2 separate regions of the Mus musculus genome follow, and region 2 is linked to region 1. Evidence: chromatin contacts called from public Hi-C data. All regions are on one chromosome and are shown on one strand. Each heading gives the region's core, a stretch centred on a gene start, on an enhancer-like site or on the middle of the called end of the contact. The rest is flanking DNA. Distances are from core to core; before and after follow the strand shown. Region 1 holds the start of Jpt1 (Jupiter microtubule associated homolog 1). Region 2 holds the start of Tk1 (thymidine kinase 1).

Region 1 (4,770 bases), core at 1,232-3,731:
GATTAAAGGTGGGCTCTACCACTGGCTGAAAGATTAATATTAAAGAGATTCCAGTCTTTCCCAGAAATGTTGGCACGGGCCTTTACTGGGAGGCAGAGGCAGACAGATCTCTATGAGCTTAAAGGAAGCCTGGTCAACAAAGGGGATTCCAGGGCTGGTGAGATGGCTCAGTGGGTAAGAGCACCCGACTGCTCTTCCAAAGGTCTGGAGTTCAAATCCCAGCAACCACATGGTGGCTCACAACCATCCGTAATGAGATCTGATGTCTTCTTCTGGTGTGTCTGAAGACAGCTACAGTGTACTTACAAATAAATAAATCTTAAAAAAAAAAATTTTAAAAAACAAAGGGAATTCCAGGACAGCAGGGCTACGTAGATAACACAGAGAACAAAACAAAACCCCTGGAATTTCAGCACTTTTTCTGTTACGGACTCTTTAAGATTGCTTCATTAGGTTTCCCAGTCCAGCCTGGTCTTCAGAGTGAGTTCCAGGACAGCCAGGGCTACACAGAGAAACCCTGTCTCAAAAAAAAAAAAAAAAAAAAAAAGATTGTCCTAAACTGGACAGTGGTGGCGCACGCCTTTAATCCCAGCACTCTGGAGGCAGAGGCAGGTGGATTTTTGAGTTCAAAGCCAGCCTGGTCTACAGAGTGAGTTCCAGGACAGCCAGGGCTACACAGAGAAACCAAAAAAAGAAAAAAAAGAAAAAAGAAAGAAAGAAAAGAAAGAAGGAAAGAAAGATTGTCCTAGTGGTGAAAGGTCTCATTCATCTCCACCCAGAAGCATGGAAAGCTGAAGGCTTATTTGGGGCGTGGAGAAAACATTGTTATTTCCTACACGTTGGTCAGGTTAAAGAGCGGATTTACGGTTTTTGTTAGCCATCTACCCTGCATAGTGGCACTGCCCTATATTGCCAGGAGTAGGGAGGAGTGCTGGTGTAACCAAACATTGGGACGGTACTAAAGCATCGGCAGCGGGATGTGGGGTGATGGTGTAGCACAGGCTAATCCAGTTAGCGCAGGCTAATCCAGGAATTCTTTTCATTTGTTTCTGTTTTTTTTTTTTTTCCTAGACGGGGGGGTAGGGGTGAGGGTGGGTGGGGTGGGTGGGTGGGGGGGTGGGGGTGGGGTGGGGGGGGAGTTCTCTGTGTAACATCTTTGGCTGTCCTAGACTCTTCTGCCTCCTTAGTGCTGGGTTCAAAGGTGTAGACCACTGTGTGCCCCCCGCCCTTTTTGAGGCTAAGAAATCTTGCTTCTGCCTCCAGGGTGCTGGGATTAGGGGTGTGCAGCACCCCCACCTCGGACCTTAAAAAAAAAAAATTCCCTCTCCAACACGGTTTCTCTGTGTAACTCTGGCTAGCCTAGAACTCGGAGATCCACCTGCCTCTGACTCCTGAGTTGGTGCTGGGACTAAAGGATTAAAGGCATGTGCTACATCGCCTGGCAAAAGATTTACGTTGTGTACATGTGTGTGCCTGCATGTAACTGCCCAGGTCAGGGAACTGGAGCTACAGTTTGGAGCTGCCCTGTGAGTGCTGGCAACTGAACCTAGGTCCTCTGCAGTACTAGCATATGGCCTTAACACGACATCCCTTCTCTCTTTCCTGCTTTCCTTCTCTGCCTCCCCCTCATTTCTTTTTGACAGGGTCTCACTGTTTAGACCAGACTGGCTTGAAACTCAAAGTGATCCTCCTGCCTCAGTCTCCCAAGTTAAGGCATTGCAGGGAAGTGCCGACACATCCTGCTGAGGTAGCTTTCTATTTAGGTAGCTAGGTAGTGTGTATGTGTGTGTGTGTGTGTGTCTCAGTGCGTGGGTGCGTGGAGGTCAGAGGTTCAAGAGTTGGGTATCCGAAATAATCAAACTCAGAGCTGAAATCAACCAAGTAGAAACAAAAAGAACTATACAAAGAATCAACAAAACCAGGAACTGGTTCTTTGAGAAAATCAACAAGATAGATAAACCCCTGGCCAGACTAACTATAAGGGACAGAGACAGTATCCAAATTAATAAAATCAGAAATGAAGACATAATAACGAAGTATATCTTAAAATAATTATTCTGCTTGTTGAGTATTAACAGTTGAAAATATTAAAATCATGTTCTACAAAAAAAAAAAGAGAGTTGGGTCTCTTACACGTTGTGGGTCCTGGAGATTGAACACGGGTTGTCATGCTGGGTGGCAAGGGCTTTTCCTTATGAGCCACCTCGACAGCCCCTCAAGTAACTTTTTAAAGTGACCGTGAACACTTGAGCACCACCAGATTGTCGAGGGCGTGGAGGAGGGGAGACCACAGCGGCCTTTCTCTGTACAGGAAGGGGGCGGGGCTTAGGCCGAGCCGTCTCCCGCGCAGCCCGTCCTGACGCCGATCTATGATTAGCACTGTAGCTAACCAATAGAAATGAAGAGATCTTTTTAAATTGCCCAATGGCGGCATGTGGAGGGTGGGCCCTATTGGCTCTATAAAATGGGAGTCCGGCGAGCCCCGCGGCGGTAGAAGCTCGTGGAGCCCTGGTGGTTTAGCTTTTGGAGTCGTCTGCGCCTGTTGGTCCCAGTCCCCCTTGGCGTTTTCAGGGCCAGCCTACCTCGCCCCTTGGCGCCATGACCACTACCACTACCTTTAAGGGTGTGGACCCTAACAGCAGGAACAGCTCCCGGTAAGGCGACAGGGTAGGGCTCGAGCCCTCCAGGGCTTGTGGGGACCGCGGGGCGTTGGTGGTAACGGGCCGGGAGCACCGCGCTCGCGCCCGGGGGAGGGTGGCAGAGTAAGGAGTGGGCGCCGCTTTGTGCGGCAGGACTGCCTCGGCTTGTGGCCCCGCCCCAGTCGTCCCTTCTATTCATTTCTCCCCGGTAACGACAGCTGAGGGGGACTGTGGGTGGCGGCCCTTTGCCGTACGGCAGGTTGGAGTCGGTGAGAGTGTGCGGGAGGATCTTCTTTCAGCCACCCGCGGCGACACTGGTCGGGTCCAGGATGGTGGGCTTGGTCTCCCAGGAGCCCAAGGAGCCTGCAGGGCCCTGGGCCCATTGTCCCACATGAGGGCCATGCGCTCCCGCTTCTGGCTCGGGCGTGTGCTGGCCCCGGCCTTGGGCGCTGCGAGCAAATCTGAGCACTGATCCGGCTGGTCTGCAGGCTCTTTTCCTCGTGGTGGCCCGCCGGGGTGTCCGTGTCTGCGCAGCAGGTGCACCTCTGGTAGGGCGGGGCTGGTCATCCCCTCCCTCCACTTCCAGCCCTGGACAGGAGCTCTCTTATCAAAGTGCCTCCCTGCGCCTAACAAAGGAGAGATCGGGTCTCCTCCCCCTCCCCACGCCCACCTCCGAATGCGCGGGGCCGTGAGCCTGCTCAAATGGGTTTTCTGCGCTCAGGTCCTCGGACCTCTGCCCTTCCATGTCGCCTTCTTTACTTCTCCCATTGACTTTGGCCGAATGAGTTCACCCCAGAGCAGGCTTCTCTTGGAGGAGGAGGTTGTCTGTGCTTGGGCGGGGCTAGGGAGCCATCCATTGTCTCTCCAGTAGTATGTAGTATCCCTTCCTGGAAGCTGGGATCTTGCTTGTCCCCAGTACACTGCATTTTGGGAGGAGCTCTGTGACTGGACTGGGACCCGTTTCCTACCCCTCACTTAACTTGGTGAAGATATTTTGTTCAGCGGAGGGAGTCCATCTACATCGTCTCAGCTAGTGGCACACAGTCCCTTAAGTTGGCTTTCAGGCATCTCTTTGATCTTCCCAAAGGCTTGGTTCCATGTTCTCTGGCCATGTATTTTCCATTGATGATGACCCACAGTTGAGTGTGACCAAGCCTTGGGGTCCCGACCAAGTGGCACAAAAGGGAGCCATTTTGTGGGGCTAAGAAGGCAGCGTGGAACAGCAGTGTCTCTCACAGGGGCTTGACAACTTGCTGACAAAAAGCAGCCTCCTTGAGTAGTCTTATGAGGAAGCTGGGGCAGCTACAGACTGCTTTCAGTTTCAGGAAGTAGTAAAAGAATTGGTGTGATGGAAGGGAACTGAAGGGGTCAGCGCTTACAGGGCGGGGCAGAACTGGAGATTAGACCTAGGAGACTGGGTCACTCCCTCTTGTTGTCATCCTTCAAATGAGGTAATTTGTTACAAAGGACACAGGGACAGATTGAGCCCTGGGTTTTTGTTTTGTGTGATGAGGCCAACTTTTCCTGGTCTGACACTGGTTCCTGGCAAGACAATGTGTAATCTGGGTTTTATTTTTTGGGACTCAAAGCTCAGCTCCAGGCTTTGTAGAGCATTTCAGAGCCCAGGGCCTTTCATGCGTGCTTGACATGAGACAAATACAACGTGTTTGCAGCCTCCTTTGCCACTGCTTGCCCTCCAGTGTTGGTGCTAAGGTTCTCCCCGACTCCTGAAATCTGACCAATTCTCTTCACCCCCTTTCTTCAGTAATATGCTTGCTCTGCAGCCTCAGTGGTGAATGCTGTGCTGGGGTGATGGGAGTCGGGATGGAAGAAAGGAGTTAATTTTTAAATTGCTGTCTGTGCTATGACATTTTTGGGTCTTAACTCAGCAACCTTGAAGCAGTTACTATCTATGTGGTTCAAAAAGAAAGAGTCCAAAGCACAGCTGAAGTACTTTGTCTTGCAAGCAAATCCTTTGTTTGGGAACCGCTCTCTGTTTCAGATGGTCTCTATAACGCTGACGTCATTGGGGAGGTAGTACCTGCTATCATAGTACCAGTAAAAGTTGGACTAGGCAGGTTTGGCAGATTTGTAAGCTAGCTGGGTGCTAGTGCTCCCCACCCTTGTTTTT
Region 2 (4,770 bases), core at 1,447-3,946, 2.3 Mb before region 1:
AGCGCCCTGCTTTCTTTGCTTTTTTTTCAGTTCACATTTCCGTGCCAACCACAGCATGTCCCTTCAGAGCAGCGGTTCTCAACCTTCTTAACGCTGCGTGCGACCCTTTAATACACTTCCTCATGTTGTGGTGACCCCCAACCATAAAACGATTTTTGTTGCTCTTTCCTAACTGGAGTTTTACTACCGTTATGAATCGTGATATAAATATCTGATATTTCCGGCGGTCTTAGGCAACCCCTGTGAAAGGGTGCTTCAGTCCCCAAAGGGATCTCGATTTCGATGTTGGGGATTTCCATGTAGAGAACTGTGCCTTTAGAGCTTAGAGGCCCTTAGCCAGTCAGGAGGGTAGCCTGAGTGTCTCAGAAGAGCTTGGCCTCGTGCCAGCCTTTTCTGCCTCCAGCTACACCCTCACCTCCCGCCCCAGCAGAGGCTCACCCATGCGCCTGATAGAAGAGTAATGCCCTTCCATTCAGGGGTGTAGCCCCCTCCCCAACCCCAAATAAGCGGCCACAGTATCCAGAGAGAGTCCCACAGTACCCTGGCTTCCTATCTGCACGAAGTTCCCAACAACTTCCTCTGGTTTCGTGTGGATGACCCATCTGCTGGGTGAGTATTGCTTCTCCAGCTCCTGTGGGCGAGACAGAACCCTGTGAGACTCCCTCTCGGGGCGTGTGTCGACCGGGACCGTGATGGCTGATCCTTTCTTCTTCTCTGCCCTGAGAAGACCCCTAATGCATGCAGCTTTCTACAAGCCTTTTCAACTTCTGCTCCCTAGTCCCCCCTACTAGCTGCCCCATTAGGTATTTCAGCAGAACATCTAAGGTGCCCTCAAAAAGGTGCCAGAGGGGTTCCCTAGCGGCAACCATGCCTTTAACCAGCTAACGGCCTTCATGAGACATGAGGTCTGTAAATGGCATTAGGGGGCCAAATTCCTACGGGAACTGAGACCACAGGAGGTGAGGCAACTGTGTGACCATTAGCAATCAAGTGGCATGAGCTGTTTTTCTGGGAGGACAGTATTCTGACCACAGGCACATACAGGGTCCCAGGGACAGAGGTAAGCAGGAAGAAGTCAAAAGTCAGTTTGCAAATGTTGCTCAGCCAGATGGCAGCTGCAGAAGGCTATGCAGCCAGAGGTGTGGTAAACGCAGCTGGAATCCCAGCTCGCTGTGAGGCAGAGGGAGGCAGAGGCAGGAGGACAGCCAAGCCAGTTCCTGGATAGATAGCCAGGACTACACAGTGAGACTCTGTTTACAAATAAACAGTGTTTGGGTTATAAAGTGAAAAGTGGGGACAGTTCAGTGGCAGAGCATTTGCCTGTTGTGCTGGGTTCAATCTCTACCACCACGAGGGGAAAATGTAAGATGCCCACACTTAACACAGAAAGCCAGGAGGACACAGGTTCCTAAGCCAACACAGGAATCCTGAAGACAGTGAGTGCGTCTTCACACTGAGGCCTGGGGCTGGGCACCTTTGGCTCTCTCCAGCTGTCTCTAGCCTTGCTCTTCTCGTTGATATAATGGGGGTGCTAGACGCCCACAGGGTTGGAAGGGAGGTGTGTAAGAGAAACAATGTAAGCCCCTTGCTCAAACACAGCTGCCTCTGCCTCTTCCTGTTGAATGTTCGTCTTACATGCTATAGACCCTTCTCGTTCCGGTTGGTACCTGCTGGATGCTAGGGGCCTGGCTAGGCATCATCTTTTTTTTTTTTGTCGTCTTTTTGTTTTCTCATCTCTTGTAACTGTGTAGCTGCCTCGAGGATCAAGTGCTGAGATTACTGACATGTGCCAAAAGTCTTTTTATTTCCTCTTTAAATGTGTGTGCCTGCAGTCCCTTCTGGAGCTGGACGCTGTGAGCTGTCTTGATGTGGGTGTTGGAAATCCTCAACTCTGCGCCTCCGGAGGAGCTGTGGATGCTCAACAGCCGAGCCATTTCTCTAGCCCTCTGCCTTCATTTTTACTATTAGGATTTATGATTGATTGTATTTTAAAGTTTATTTTTTGTGTAGTCCTGGCTGACCTGGAACTCACTCTGTAGACCCGGCTGGCCTTGAACTTAAGTCACCTGCCTGCCTCTGCCTGGAATTGAATGCTTGAGCCACCCCCGAGGACACATGTTCCTAACTTTCAACAGATTCTAAGTGATGTCTGTCTGTGACCAAAACAAAGAAGCCTGTTTAATACAAGCTAACCAGTCAAGAAATCCTAGTGGAATGGTAATTAACTACAGCAAGCGCCAAAATGTGTTGTCCTGCTTTGTGTATGCCTTTGGTAACCCTTGCCGCAACCAATGGCAGACAGAGTAACCAAACAAATTCCTGAGTGAGAAGGTTTCTGGGCATGCTCGGTGTGAGCCATAGGAGTTTTAGCATGGGAATTCTGAAGCCGCTCAATACAGTCTGTCCCTGAAGGTGCCTGCCTTACTTTGCGACTCACAGCAAGGACCCCCAGCCTTGGCACCTTCCAGACTGTAGTTACAGAAACACAGAATCACACTGCACAACCTCAGAGTAAGGTCCAAACCCTAAGCCCCTTAGTTCCTGCTGGAACTTGAGTTTTCGCTGTCTTTAAAACCAGGCTAACAAGCTAAACCTGCTCTATGACGAGAAAAATGAAGAAATCTGGCGCTCAACGCTTGGAAATTTGGCTTGTGGGCATCCTAAAATTCCAGTCCCGGCTCTGGGCGGCTGCACCACACCTACCTCCGAAGACAAGTTCCTCCAGGGATTCTGGCCCGCAGAAAGGGAAGGAAACGCCATGGCCAGATCCGGAGGGGATGGTCGAGCTCCAGGCTTTTCACGTAGCTGAGAGGTGGGACGAGTCTTGTCTTCGTCCCGCCCCCTTTTGAGTTCGCGGGCAAATGCGAGCAGTAAGTCGAAATTTTTCCACCCACGGACTCTCGGTGCTAACTAAGGTTTGCACAGCAGCCATGAGCTACATCAATCTGCCCACCGTGCTGCCCAGCTCCCCCAGCAAGACTCGGGGGCAGATTCAGGTGCGGGGTCTGGAGTGGGGTCGGGTGGTGGCTGGTGCGGGGTGTACAAGGGGGAGACCCCTTAAATGACTTCTCTTCTAGGTGATTCTCGGGCCCATGTTCTCAGGGAAAAGGTAATGAATGGGCCTTCGGGGCGGTGGGCCTCCCTCTCTCTCTGCAGCCTCTCTCTCTGCAGGCCCTGGCTCTCCTCTCCCCCCTCCCCCATCTTCCCAGGAGCCTCTGACTAGGCGGCAAACGCGCTCGACCTCTGTGTGTACATTCCCGCCCAAAATTCGATTTCCTGGATTGCTGCCATCCTCCTGCCCAAGCCTTTTCTCTTGGGGAACCCTATCTTTGCTGAGGCGGACCACATGGGGGTACAATTGAAGACCCCAGCCCACATTACCCAGGAGCCCACCGAACTCTCATGTGTCCCCTGGGAGTTAGGCACCTTCTCTGACAGTTTCCTCATTCATTCCCCATGCGAGCTCTCCTAAAGCCTTGGAGCCCAATTAACTCTGAGGTGAGGGTCTAAACTCTGGGAGTCCCACCCAGAATAACAAACACACACTACTTGGGTTTTCTTTGCTTTATCTTGGGGTTAGTTTTTGTTTTTTTTTTTTTAACTCAGCGTCTTTATTTGTGGCCCAACTCAGAGATCCGCTTGCCTCTGCTGGGGTGCATCACCATACCAGGCACCTCATTATTTCTGAATGGTCTGGTGTCACCTCAATTTGTCCCTTGCCCCGAGGGTGAGGGCCAAACTCATGATCTGGGATCCAGAAGCAAGCTCTCTGGTGATTCTGTCAAAGACTTTGAAGTTCATTCATGAAAATTGAATTTTGTTCAGAACAGCATGGGGTGAACGGCTGCAGTTCCGGCTGCCCGACGCTAGGTGGTAGTGGCAGCCCGCCTTTTGCTCGGGCCTCATGTGCTCTGGTTAATTCTTGCAGCACAGAGCTGATGAGAAGAGTCCGGCGCTTCCAGATCGCCCAGTACAAGTGCCTGGTCATCAAGTATGCCAAAGACACGCGCTATAGCAACAGCTTCTCCACACATGATCGGTCAGTCCTACCCCTGAGCCTGCCCTTCGGAAACCCCTAAGCCTCGGGGCACACTGCTGCTAGCCTCTAGTGGATATGAATAAGTGCTCAAAACTTACTTAGAATAACCTGTCCCCAAGTGTCCATTGTACCCACGGAGGCTGGGAGAACCTGGGTCCCACTTGGGTAGAGGCTGCAGCCCTCTTGACTCCAGAGATATTTCCCCCCCTCTTTAGTTGGCTCTCTGCCATTAGGTAGCCGTCATCATTCTGAATTGTCTATCTATCAGCCCTTCCACTGGACATTTCCCTCTGAGCCCAAGGGTAGGTAGGAGTTCAAGAAAGTAATTTGTGCCTCTCGGGGTTGCTGGAGCTGGGCCAAGGGTGAGCAGCCTGGGGTAGAGCAGGTTTCTGAAGCGGAGCAGGAAGTGGAGCCGAGAACTACCAGGACTTGGGAGTTGGCCTGGGGATTCAAGCCAGGCTTCCTGCCAGACTCTGTACTGAGGTCTTTACAACTGTCTTTGTAACCACGGTGCCAGCGCTCAGGACGGGATGTGCATCCAGGAGGACCGAAATCAGAGGAGGCAACAGTGCCTAGAGTGGTGGCCACAGCTGGCTTGTTGCCTGTCCTCTCTCTGGTCCCCTCTACCAGGGGAGGGAAGAGAGAATTTAAGATGCCCGAGTGTTGTGTTGTGTTCTTTAGTTGGTTTCTTTTATTTTTTTCTGAGACAGGGTTTCTCTGTGTCGCCCTGG

The links. A called contact is a pair of places that touch in the nucleus more often than the background predicts.
Region 2: a Hi-C map of B cells shows a contact between it and region 1, with 5 read pairs. The contact joins the promoter of Tk1 here to the promoter of Jpt1 in region 1. A contact is called at or near these places in 1 of 39 promoter capture datasets (erythroid cells) and 1 of 484 Hi-C or Micro-C datasets (B cells).

Annotation. Positions count from the first base shown.
Region 1 is chr11:115,512,104-115,516,873 of GRCm38.p6, reverse strand. It overlaps Jpt1 (Jupiter microtubule associated homolog 1), which reads left to right and starts at 2,481. Exons shown (of 5, transcript NM_008258.2): 1 at 2,481-2,654. The coding sequence starts at 2,599.
Region 2 is chr11:117,823,940-117,828,709 of GRCm38.p6, reverse strand. It overlaps Tk1 (thymidine kinase 1), which reads left to right and starts at 2,696. Exons shown (of 7, transcript NM_009387.2): 1 at 2,696-2,996; 2 at 3,078-3,109; 3 at 3,929-4,039. The coding sequence starts at 2,931. It overlaps Afmid (arylformamidase), which reads right to left and starts at 2,791. Exons shown (of 11, transcript NM_027827.3): 1 at 2,704-2,791; 2 at 541-631. The coding sequence starts at 2,760.